Regions from separate parts of the Arachis hypogaea genome. Here regions 1 and 3 are each linked to region 2. The links are chromatin contacts, called in public Hi-C maps. All regions are on one chromosome and are shown on one strand. The core of a region is the stretch at or near the end of the contact, and the rest is flanking DNA. Distances in the headings are between cores, read along the strand shown. Region 1 holds the start of LOC112696573. Region 2 holds the start of LOC112696571 (ACT domain-containing protein ACR10). Region 3 has its middle 10 kb from the start of LOC112700489.

Evidence for each region. A called contact is a pair of places that touch in the nucleus more often than the background predicts.
Region 1: a Hi-C map of leaf shows a contact between it and region 2, with 2.8 times the contacts expected there. The contact joins the promoter of LOC112696573 here to the promoter of LOC112696571 in region 2. A contact is called at or near these places in 2 of 8 Hi-C or Micro-C datasets (both in leaf).
Region 3: a Hi-C map of leaf shows a contact between it and region 2, with 2.7 times the contacts expected there. The contact joins the enhancer-like site here to the promoter of LOC112696571 in region 2. A contact is called at or near these places in 3 of 8 Hi-C or Micro-C datasets (all in leaf).

What each region holds. Positions count from the first base shown.
Region 1 is chr6:44,395,407-44,399,346 of arahy.Tifrunner.gnm2.J5K5, reverse strand. It overlaps LOC112696573, which reads right to left and starts at 1,992. Exons shown (of 21, transcript XM_072198166.1): 1 at 1,510-1,992; 2 at 865-1,404. The coding sequence starts at 1,389.
Region 2 is chr6:43,904,745-43,908,761 of arahy.Tifrunner.gnm2.J5K5, reverse strand. LOC112696571 (ACT domain-containing protein ACR10) reads right to left here and starts at 2,762. Exons shown (of 6, transcript XM_025749391.3): 1 at 2,119-2,762; 2 at 1,809-2,030; 3 at 1,284-1,389; 4 at 560-896; 5 at 129-413. The coding sequence starts at 2,272.
Region 3 is chr6:43,543,897-43,548,318 of arahy.Tifrunner.gnm2.J5K5, reverse strand. No RefSeq gene overlaps it. Among protein-coding and RNA genes, the nearest start is that of LOC112700489, 10 kb to the right of the region's middle. Within about 2 kb of position 1,923, at least 2 of the 3 cell types and tissues checked have open chromatin away from gene starts, as enhancers often do.

The DNA of each region.
Region 1 (3,940 bases), core at 743-3,242, 490 kb before region 2:
ACAAAAAATTAGGTTTGCCAGGTAGTATTGAATCTAATAACCTTGGTTATATTAGTCGTTATTATCTCCTTTTTTCTCTTATTTATGCTAACAACTCAAATGTTATTCCGTATTAGACAAGAGCACAATCTAATAGTGGCCCATACCGCTTCTGCTATTGCCTAGTAGCTAAATCAATCGCTAAAATTTGACTAGCAGTAAACTAGAAGTCTATAAGGAATGAAGTACAATTCAATTCAATTCTTATTTTAATTTTATTCATTCATTAAAAATAAGATGTGGCGTGGCCACTTATATGCTGCACAATCTACTATTGGCTATGGCATAAAGCTAATTTGGATATTATTACCACTTACAACTATATTTAACATTTGAAAGGTTAAAACATGTATTTATCAACTTAAAAATGAATTTAATTTCCTACTGTTAAAATGTTTTACATAAAAATTCAATAGTATATTGAAATATTATTTAAAACTAACTAAATTAAAATTCTAAACAGATAAATTTAATTAAAAGATTATATAAAAAACTCGTGAAAAATAATCGAAAACATCTATATTTTTTATTTCTCATAGAGTCCTCTAATATAATAAGATCAATCACTAATTTATCGTGCACCTGAACTCTGTTTAAAATTTGTTGTTGGCCACAAACTACACAAAGTAAAATTTGAAATCCATTATTACCTAAAAGGACAAGTAAACTATCGACTATATTATATTTGTACCTAAATATGAAAACGCTTTTTTTAGTCCTTCTTCTCATAAAATCTTCTTAAGTAAAGTTTCTAACTAGATAGTCCAAAAAAGGAATAGAAGAAAAACCTGAGTCATATTTCACAAAATCACAAACATAACGAACCTTCTTAATACCGCCCATGTAAACCACCGAGACCCCATCAAGAAGACCAGTGTGGAAGAGCTCCTTCACCGTCATGGGCGTCTTGTTGACCACAATCTTCTTCGACATCTTCATTTCCAACTTGTTCCTCGATATCCCGCTCACCTCTCCACCAACATCATTCGAAACGACTTTCCCTTCCAGTGCCGCCGACCGTCGTGTAAACCGCTTAAATGGCCTAACCATCGAAACGCTGAGCTCGCATTTCGGTTCGGAACACTTGTTCTTCTTTCCCGCCAAAATTTTTGTTCCGTTATTTTCTTTCATTGGAAGCTTGGCATTCGGTTCTACGTCTTCGCGAATCCTGAATTTCTTAGATTCATTGGTATTGGAAATTTCGTTACATAAATTCCGGTGTCCCATATTAGCTCTGGTATAAACAATGTAACCGTTCACCATGGAAACGTTCCTCGTGTTGCTGCTGCCGCCGCCACCGCCGCCAATGAAATCCGGCACCTCAGCTGGAACGAGCGGAGACTGATCCATCGGTTAGTTCAGTAACTGCAATGAAAACAAAATTGAAAGGCAAAACAAGAAATATCAAAAAGAATTGTGAAGTTGTAGGCGGAGAAAGGGAAATGAATGAGAAAGGAGAGTGAAATATACGAATAGCAGACACAGCGCATTGGAAGTGACGGAAAATTGAGGATAATTGAGAGTGAGAATCAGTGTAGGGTTTTTGGAGCAGAGTTCTGTCTCTGTTCAGTTTCCAACACTCCAAGTCAATAGCTAAGTCGGCAACTCTGAGGAATAAGAACGGTTATCACTGGTACATGGGACACCCTGGTACACATCGAACAGAAGATGATTGAGAATTGGGGGAAAGGGGGGGTTTTAACATCGGAAATTTATCTTATTTCACACCACTTTAATTTTGTGGGGACAAGACAAGACCATCTTTGTCTCTTTGGTATCTCTATCTAGACTATTTTTTCTCTTAACTTTAGTAAATATTCAATTAACAGACAAATCGTATGATTAATTTACTTCTTGTTGTGATAAACACAATAGATATAGATGCCCATTAATATCATGGTTGGGTGACTCACTTTTTATATTACCAAAAAAGAACTTACATTAATGAAGGTTGAAAATTTTTTTTCATTATGCTTATAAAAAGAGGTTAAGCATCCGTCAATATTACACACAACAACTAAATAATATTCTCTCTCTCTTTCATATTATTAATCTTTATTTTCTCTCTTTGTATACCTTACTATAATATTAGTAAATATATTAATCATATCTATTATATTGTGATAATAATTGTGATGAATATTACTATTAGAGATATAATTATATTTTATATTTATTACATCTTCTTTATTTATTTATTTATTTTACAACACGTTATCAGCACGAGACTCTGATCAAATTTTTTGAAAGACTCAGGTAACAAATTTTCATTATGTCGAAGCTCTCTTATCTTGAATTCAATGCTCTTGATATTTCTGGAAACAATTATTTATCATAGATATTAAATGCTGAAATCCATCTTGATTCAATAGATCTTGGAGATACCATTAAGGCTGAAAATAATGCATCCCAGAAGGATAAAGCCAAAGCCATGATTTTTCTTCGTCGTCATCTTGACGAGGGATTGAAAAATGAATATCTGACATTAAAAGATCCTGCAGATCTTTGGAAAGACCTTGAAAAAAGGTACAATCATCAAAAAATGGTGATACTTCCTCAAGCTCGATATGAATGGACGCACTTGCATCTACAAGATTTTAAATCTATAAATGAATATAATTCTGCAATGTTTCGAATCACCTCACGAATAAAATTATGTGGGAAAAAGATAACTGATCATGATATGTTAGAGAAAACTTTCTCAACTTTCCATGCCTCGAATGTGCTCCTGCAGCAGCAGTATCGAGAAAAAGGGTTTAAAAAATATTCTGAGTTAATTTCTTGCCTTCTTGTTGCTGAACGCAACAATGAGTTGCTATTGAAAAATCATGAAGCGCGCCCAGCTGGCGCCGCCCCATTTCCTGAAGTAAATGCGGCAAATTACCCCAGAATATGTAAATGACAAGCTTTTAATAATAAGAAAAATTATGGAAGGAAAAGGAATTATATTCAAAAGTGAGGATCTCACCAGAAGTGGGATAAAGAAAGAAATATGGGCAGAATAAATCAACAGAGGATAAGTGTTTCCGTTGTGGTGGAAAGGGTCATTGGTCATGTACCTATCGTACCCCAAGGCACCTAATCGATCTTTACCAGGCATCTTTGAAAAAGGACGACAAGGAAAAAGAGTCAAATTTTGTTTCAAATGATACTGAAAATTTCACCACTCATTATGATGTATCTGATTTCTTTGAGGATCCTGAAGGGAATATTGGTCATTTGATCAATGATGGAATAGTTTAATATGTGAGATTGTTAAGTATTCATGAAAATAAATAATGTAAAGAACTTATTGTTAAGTTTTATCTTCTATGTATTTGAGTTTCAAATATGATGTATATAAATAATGAAATGTCAATGTTTATGAATTTTGAAATCATTAAATGTATCATGCTTCAAAAATAAAATTTTAGCATATGACATTATTTTTATGTACAATGTTTCTTAGAAAAATAATTCTGATCAAGTATTCAATTTAGCTGTGCATACTACTCATTTTATTATTATTTGTCTTTGAAGAGAATGGCAAGGATATGTAATGAAGATGTATGCCTTGCGAATAGTGCAAGTTCGCACACTATTCTCAAAAGTGATATATATTTTACCCATCTTGTGCCAAAAGAAGAATATGTTAATACTATTATTGGCTCAGGCAATGTGATTGAAGGCTCTGGAAGAGCTATAATTTTGTTTCCTGGAGGAACAAAATTTATAATAAATAATGCACTATTATCTACCAAGTCCTTGAGGAACTTGTTGAGTTTCAAAGATATTCGCCGAAATGGATATCATGTTGAGACAATGAATGAGGAAAATCATGAGTATTTATGTATCACAACTCATGATTCAAATAAGAAAGTTATATTAGAAAAATTACCCTCACTTTCATCTGGGTTATATT
Region 2 (4,017 bases), core at 1,513-4,012:
AAGTAATCAGTTATCAGTCAGAAAATTGGCATGCTGCAAATGATCAATGCAAGAACTTGGGAAGGGGGATGTGAAAATTTTGAACTAAAAGATAGGAAGCAATGACACAGCATAGATTTGATCATTACCGAAAAGATGCATATGCCTAGCATTTTAAGTGCAAGAGTAATATCATGAAACACAAGAGGCCGTCCCTTGTCGGACAACTCCACGGGGTTTGCGACCAGTAGCTCCGTATCAGGGCCCCTGCTCACAACAGTGACTTTGAGAGGACGGAGTAGCTCGGTCCTAAGGCGAGCAGACAAAGACTTCTGCTTGCTCGAGTCGACTATCTTTTTGCCATCGGCTTGCATGATGAACAAGTCAAGCTCACATTTTCCTCTAGGTTTTGTCATGAAGCGTCCATAAGAAATCTGTTAAAGTGACAAAGCACTGTTCAAGTAACATGCCGAGGGAGAAGAATATGTACTTTTTGCAATTCATATATAATAACCTGTATCACTTCAACCAAAATCGGGTGTTTGGAATGTTGTATCATTTATGTTTCAAATGGCTATACCTGAATATTATAGTCCTTCAGAGTTCTCATGATGTCATAAAGAAGACCTTTGTGATCTTGGCACATAATTTGGACAAGTGTGTGGGAAGGACTCAGCAAATTGTCCATAACAATGGAGATAGAATCTGATGTGAAAACCCCACCTCGACCAGGATCGGGCAATTCCAAATTGAATATATCTTCTGTGATGGCAGTTGGAAGAAATGAGGATGCTTGAGAGCAAGCAGCAATTTCTGGACCAACCAATTCAATTTCAATCGAAATTAACGCATCCTTCAAAGTATCTGTCAACTGTTGAATCGTGTCGTCCCTTCTTTTTGGTGTATGCAGAAGTTCCCTGATATATACACAATTAAGGAGTAAGCTAGCTAATACCAGCTGGAACTGTCATCAAAATTGTCTGCTATAAAAGTTTTGCAAAACAAAACTTCACAACATGATTAGCTCACTTCCTTGGAAAACCAAAAATCTATTTATAAGAATGGGATAGGGTAACTACCAGGACAGCCATAGTTCATCACAATATTTTACTTAGCTACCTTATTAGCAGCACTCAAGTTCCTTGTATGTTTTAATAAAAGAGTACTTCACAATGGTACACCAAATCCTGTCTTAGTAAATAGACTAAGAAACTCGAGTTGAAATAAACAAACAATTAGGGGGTACTCAATCACAATTCACATGGCAAGCCTGTTCCAAGAATACTAAAAACAGAAATGTAGACCTTGTGTCGGTGATGAAAAACAGATCCATCACTTTGCCGTCAGGTGTAGTAGATACCTTCACCTTCTTTATGGTTAACTCTAGCTCACAAAGAACCTCTGTAACATCTGTCCAAACAATAAAAGAGATTCAATTAGTCTATTTCCTCAAGAATCAATGATGGTGTAAAAAAAAAAAAAAAAAAAAAGAAAAAACTAGATAACTTCTAATCAATATACACAATGGAATTTTAGAATTGGAAATATTTTAGACTATAACAACATCACTTGCCAATCTAAACCTGTGAGTTTACATTCCTTTTAGCATGCTTTTCACAACAATCAAACATAACTCTTAGTGTCTAGGATAGAAAATATAGAAAACACCGAAATAGAGGAAATTTTGTCCTAGGACAGAGATATTTTGCATGTTTCTGTATCTATTTGCTTCTCCTGAAAAGTCAAAACAATTTTAGAGAGTTACCAATTTACAAATTAACAAATAGGGTTTCCAAAAAAGGAAGAGGGGAGGGGGGTCCCTAACTTACCATGCAAAAGGCCTCTACGATCATGGCAACAAAACTTCAAGAGGAAGACATCAGGGGGCTTCGGTGGTTGCTGCAACTCAGAGCGGTAATATGAGATTCCAGAGGCAGAGGAGCAAGAAGGGCATGCCCCAATTAGCCTCTTCTTCAACAAACTCCACCTTGTCTTCTCTCTCCCCACCACCCACAACACTATGTAGCACCATTTCCCATCCGTTGAAACATCTTCCAATATTCCATCAAAACAAAAAAGTGTTATGCCTAAATGACCATGCTTGAAGTGTGCATACATAGTGAAAAATTGGGGGCTTACCTCCTCGCACAATGCTAAGACCAAAGAAGAGAATGATGCGGCACAGATCACAACCAAGACCAGTCTTGTCAGGGCAATTCACGGTTATGACGGTTGGGCCACCTTCTTTGTCTGGCTGCCTTATGATCACCACATCGTCCTGTAATATTCCCATCTTCTTCTTCTTCTTCTCCTCTCTAATCCAACGCTATTTTCTAATCTTTCAGGAGTAGTGGTGATTCTTCTGCTGATGTTAAAAGGGTTTTTAATTTTAGTGTGATATACGGGTACTATTACTATTGGTACTGTCCGAGTAGAAGATGAAGAAGAAGAGAGAACAGAGAACTGCAACTGCAACTTTTCTCTCTCTGTCTCTCACTTCGGCTTCACACTGCTGTTCATTGCTGAATCCTCTTCCATATTATTATTATTTTTTTTTTGGTTTCGGATTTATGGAAGGACTGCTGGGTTTGTTTGTTGCGGTAAACGATATATCGTCAAAAGAGATAGAGGATGAGACACGAGTGGCACTGGGATTCTGAATTTAGTAATTTACTGATTAACCGAACCCAACCACCCAACCGAACTGTTCCCCCTATCCCCATGAAGAAAAGAAGAAAAAGTGGATAATGCAATTACAAATTTCCAATTATCATCTTGCATCCATATTAAAATAGCATTTGATCTTCTTAATAATGTTGATGTCAAAAGTTATCAGAATCAATATTGTTTGATATAAAAAAATATTTGCTTTGGCTAAAATAAATAAAAAAACTGATTGATATGGCTCTTAAAAAATAAATTGATTATTTTTAATTAAACTAATTATGTGAATATATAAATATTTATCATTTATATTTTCAAATAAAAATAAATCTGAATATCTTCATGTGAGTTTCTATTAAATGCAACTAGAAATGTAATGTATAATCAACTAGCACTATGAAATTGTTACGGACATTAGAAGCCCATATACTGGTCCAAAGAATGCTACGACCCATATAACTAAAAAGTAAAAAGATAGCAAACATACATTATCAATATTTCAAATTCGTAGCTGAGACCTATCTAAGTGGCAAAGTTTTTGCCTTTTAAGTTGCTACACCTGAGTTTGATACTCAACGGTAGTTAATGGTGAGTCATGGATGTGGAATAAAATCTTGTAGCACTATTAGCTCCTTGTCTTTGGATGATGTTGGTTTTGCTTCCTCATTAAACATAGATTCAGAGATTTTATGTTTATAATACACATGAATAATTTTTTTATTCTTCTGAGTAAGGTAATATATCTCTATGAACTCTTTGTCATGTGTCACAATTCTAAGATTAGTTTGCAATAGCCTATTAGGCACCAACCACCAATACTGGATCACATTGTCATACCCATTCTTCTTGTAGTAGTCTTAGACAAAAAATACATTCAGTGTATCTATGTCAATTCTCGGCAACTAAAAAATCTGTCCACCATTGTAATTCACACTTCTATCATGCTATGTGATAAATGACCCTCCATGATGAAATATGATGGTAATCAAAGGACCATCTATATAAAATTTAAAAACAAAAATTCATGATTGAACTCATCATCTTCAACCACATTTACAAATTGGAAACTTCACAACTAAAACACAAAATCATGTTTTCAACTGTAAATACAATAAACCCTAACAGATAATAAACAAGTTTTCACCATGACAAACAACCCTTATCTAGTCAATAGTTTCATTAGCTTAACCACTCAGAAAGCTAGTTGCGATCAAACCCTAGCAAACATTGCGAAACATAAACATGCATACCCATACATTACACTCCAAAAAATTGTTTTTAACTACTAAAGATATTAAACTAATAAAAATACCAAAAAACAGAGCACTCCTATTATCACATAATTTTTTTTCTTTTTTACCTTACCTCTTTTAG
Region 3 (4,422 bases), core at 674-3,173, 360 kb after region 2:
TTCCAGTCAAATTAAATAATTAATATAATTGATTAGTTATTGTTAATTTAATCAAATAAAATATTAAATAATTTAATATTTATTTTAATAAAATCAAATAAATGATTAACTATAAAATTTTTAAAAATTATTAATCAAAATATATAAGACAAATAAATTAATTCAAGCTAAAACAAAATCAATTCATTTATTTCAAACAAATCAAATGATTAATGTAATTGATTAGTTTAATTAAGGTGTCTAAATAAAATATTGAATAATTTGATATTTAACTCAATTAAATCAAAAAAATAATTATTTAATTAACGCATGTAAATAAATAAATAAATAAAATTAAAAAATACTTTTAAGAATATGTCATGTCAATAACTATGCTATTTATTAAAAAAAATTAACTTTAATAATATATAATAAAATAATATTAAGGAAGTGAAAATAGAGTAGGAAATCAGATATTTAAATTTAATTTATCTTTTAAAATTTCATTTAAAGAAAGAGAAACTACCCTCGCAAGAAATGCTTTTAAAAATTATAAATAGATAGAGATAATATTTATTGAATTTTTATTAGAAATTCAATTTGGTCATTAGATTTTAAAACGAACTAATTTGATTTTTGAGTTATATAATCGCAGATCGTAATGGTGTTTTAATCATCAGACTAATTATTATCGTAAAAAATGCTAATATATAAAATTAATTATCTATTTCTATTTTATTACACAATGGGAATTAAAAAGAAATTTTGTATATTTTTTTCTTAAAATATTTCTGGTCATATACATCCACACAAATAAGTTTTTTAACTTCTAAGAATTAAATTCAAATTTTATTAATCAAAATATAAACTATTTATTATCTTACATAATATTATATTTAGATTATTGTCGCGTATATTTAAACGTGTTTATTAGTATACTAGTTACTATAGCAGTGATTTAAAATAATACTTTAAAACCAAGATAATCAAATTGATTTTTATGTAAAAATTGAGACAAAATTAAATATCATCTTTAGATAAAAATATTAATGTTAATAATAATATTATATAATTAATAAATATTATTATTTTAAATTAATATTTAATTAATAATAACTTATATTTTTAAAAATTTTTATATATAAAATATATAATTTATATTTATATTTATTAGAATTTAGATATATAAATTAATATAATTTATATATACTTATTAAAATTTATGTATATAAATGAGTAAATTTTTTTTAAAGATAATTTAATATTTGTATTGGCTAATTGCTAGCTAAAATTGTTAAACTCGGTTAGTCTCTAAAGTTTTTTTTTTTTTTTTTGTAATATTAGTGCATTAGTTAGGATCCTGGATCCCATTCCCAATTTCCCATTATCTATCCTATAATGCTCCTCAGCTGGCCTCTAGCGTGGCTCCAAAATCCAAACACATTGGCCATTGGAGTGGTCTTCCACCTTTTTCTTTGCCTTTTCTTTTAGCCTTGAATTGAATATTCAAAATTAAAAAAACATAAATATGAGTAGAATATTCAAAGTAAGTTAAAGTAAAAAAATGAGCAGTGCATATGTATGTGTTGGGTTGAGGTGGCTTCCTCGAAGTTTCGTTAAAATCGTAATCTCATTTGCGGAGAAGTTGGAAGAAAAGGAATCATCTCCATCTCCTGCTCGATAAGAAAATAAATAAACAAAGTTAAAATGAACGAATGAATAATTTTAAGATACTCGTTGCTAAAATAAAATAAAATACAGATACTCTTTTAAATTAGAAATGTGCAAAAAGTTTTATAAATAAGATAAGAATTTAAAATTTTTAAATATACTAAATAAATAATTTTAACATTTATCTGTGGAAGTTAAAACAATATAGGCACATCACGTGTTGTTTGCCTAAAAAGATGGTACCGTCACGTGACTCTCTATAAATATAAAGGTGGGGGTGCTCAAAAAGAGGTATCTCTATTCTCTACCATCATATTCATACCATACCTACCATCCCATTTGGAAAACGTTAATCCTTTTTATAATAATCGCATTCTTCGGATCAGAATCTTTTCTCCCTCTCGAATCCACCTTGCATTCTTCACCATATCTAAGAGATCAAATAGAAAAATCATGCATAACTTTCACGAGAAATATACAAACAAATAAACATATTGCCCGTAATAATATATGTAAAGATATTTTCGGCATTGGAAAGGAATATAATTTATATTCGTTTATAGTTCCTTTATTAAATTAAATTAAATTTTAAACAAAAATATTTGATTGTATCGATAATAAAAAGATTATTTAATTTTTTAAAATTTAAAATTTAAAAAAATATTAAATTATTTATTTAAATATATATATATATATATATATATATATATATATATATATATATATATATCATTGTCTTATTTAATATTTATTAATTATTACTGAACGAGCTTCAATTCATGCGCATGCCTCAGGTACGCGCACACGTCGCTCCTCGCTGGTTATCTCCTTTAATTCTTGTACTCCTTTCATTTATGCAAGCTTCCTCTCCATCCTCTAAGTCATTTCTACCCTATAAAGCCTGAAAACACTTAACACACAGATCACGGCATAGAATGATATAAAGGGGGATTAAAAATATACAATTTAAAAGTTTAAGAAGCAAGTTTTCAATCTTAGAACAAAATTGAGAAGGAATTGTAAAATTAGGTAAATTGTATGAATAAGTGTGAGAATGGTGGCTAAAATTCACTCAATTAAGCACAAGATGTACCACAAAATAGTGGTGCATCAAATCTCCCCACACTTAAACATTAGCATGTCCTCATGCTAAGCTCAAGGAGATAGAAAGAATGAATAGGGAAAGCAAGACTCATGCAATGCAACCTATACATGTGAATGCAACTATATGATGAAATGTCTGTACTTACTTGGTTAAGGAAATGAACAAGTTCTGCAAGACAAATAAAAATCAGATTCTACTAATTCAAATCATACAGTAAAGACCAGTAAACTTACAAGAAGATAGCTTATAAAAGCAGGGAACATAGAGTCAAGTATTGAACCCTCATTGGAAGTGTATATGCACTCTAATCACTCAAGTGTATAGGGTAATCCACTCTAGTCTCCTCCATTCATGCGCTCTTAAATTTGTTCTTCATGTAACCAATCAACAAGTATTTAGTGCACACATGCAAACATCATGAAGTCTTTTTCAAGGTTGTAATGGGGCTTAGGTAAGGGTGAGGATACATGTATGGCTAAGTGAGCTGAGAATTGAATCCTTGATTAACCTAAGTTCTCACCTAACGCACGCACATTCCCTATGCTTCTAAAATCATGCCTAACTACTCATAGTCTCACTTTTGTGTTTTTCACCTACTCATGTATTTAAATGTTCTTCTATTTTATCTCATATGCATTGATCTTTTTATTGAATTTAACATTGGGGTGCTTTCATTCCCCTAGATTTGGAATTTTTTTAATGTAAAAATAAACAAAACATTTCAATGCATATAGTTTTTTCTGGTTTCATATGAGTAGGCACCCAAATTCTCTATATTTAATTAAAGTGAAAACACAACACATTCCCATTAACCCAGGTTTTCTACAATTCCCCACACTTAGTTGATACACCATCTCTATCTTAAGCTAACCAAAAATTCAATTGAGATAATTAATTATTTTTCTGCTTAAGGCTAGTGATGTGGTAATATATAGAACAAATGGGGATTAAAAGGCTCAAAGTGATAAACAAAAGTAATTAGAATGGTAGGCCATTTGGGATAGTGAACTAACAACAAATAATGGCCTCAATCATACATATGCATGAATACATTGAATACTGGACATACAGAGTGGAATAAACCATAGATTGCAATCATAGAGGAGAAGAAACATACAAGAATAAAAATTTATGGTTAGATAATGTAACCATATAATTAAGCTCAAAATCTCATAGGTTGTGTGTTCTTAGCTATAAACTATGTTTCACATACAATCTTCAAACAAGTTTAACACAAATTTCTCAATTTAAATTAGTGAAATACTATAAAATAGGATCTTGAAAAGAAACTTATTATTTTTCAACCAAGTAGAGCATACATGCAAATATTTATTACTATGCAATCTAACCTATCTACAAAAGAAAAAAAATAACCTACTGGTGTTAAGAAAGAGAACAGTTACCTCCGGAAGTCAGGTACTGACCGACCTCCACACACTTAAAGCGTGGCACCGTCCTTGGTGCCATCAGTTAGGAACAAAGGGGGGGCTGGTAACAACATCTCCACAGTCAGGGTTGTCATGGCTCCCGGTGTTGGTAGGTGAGGTGGAGTCCGGAGTGTCTAGTACATCTTCAGGTGGGTGGCTGCCAACAATAAGCTCCTTGAGGTATGTAAATCGGTGCTTGTTACGGCGCTCCATTCGCTTTGCCTGTCGGTCTAGCCGATC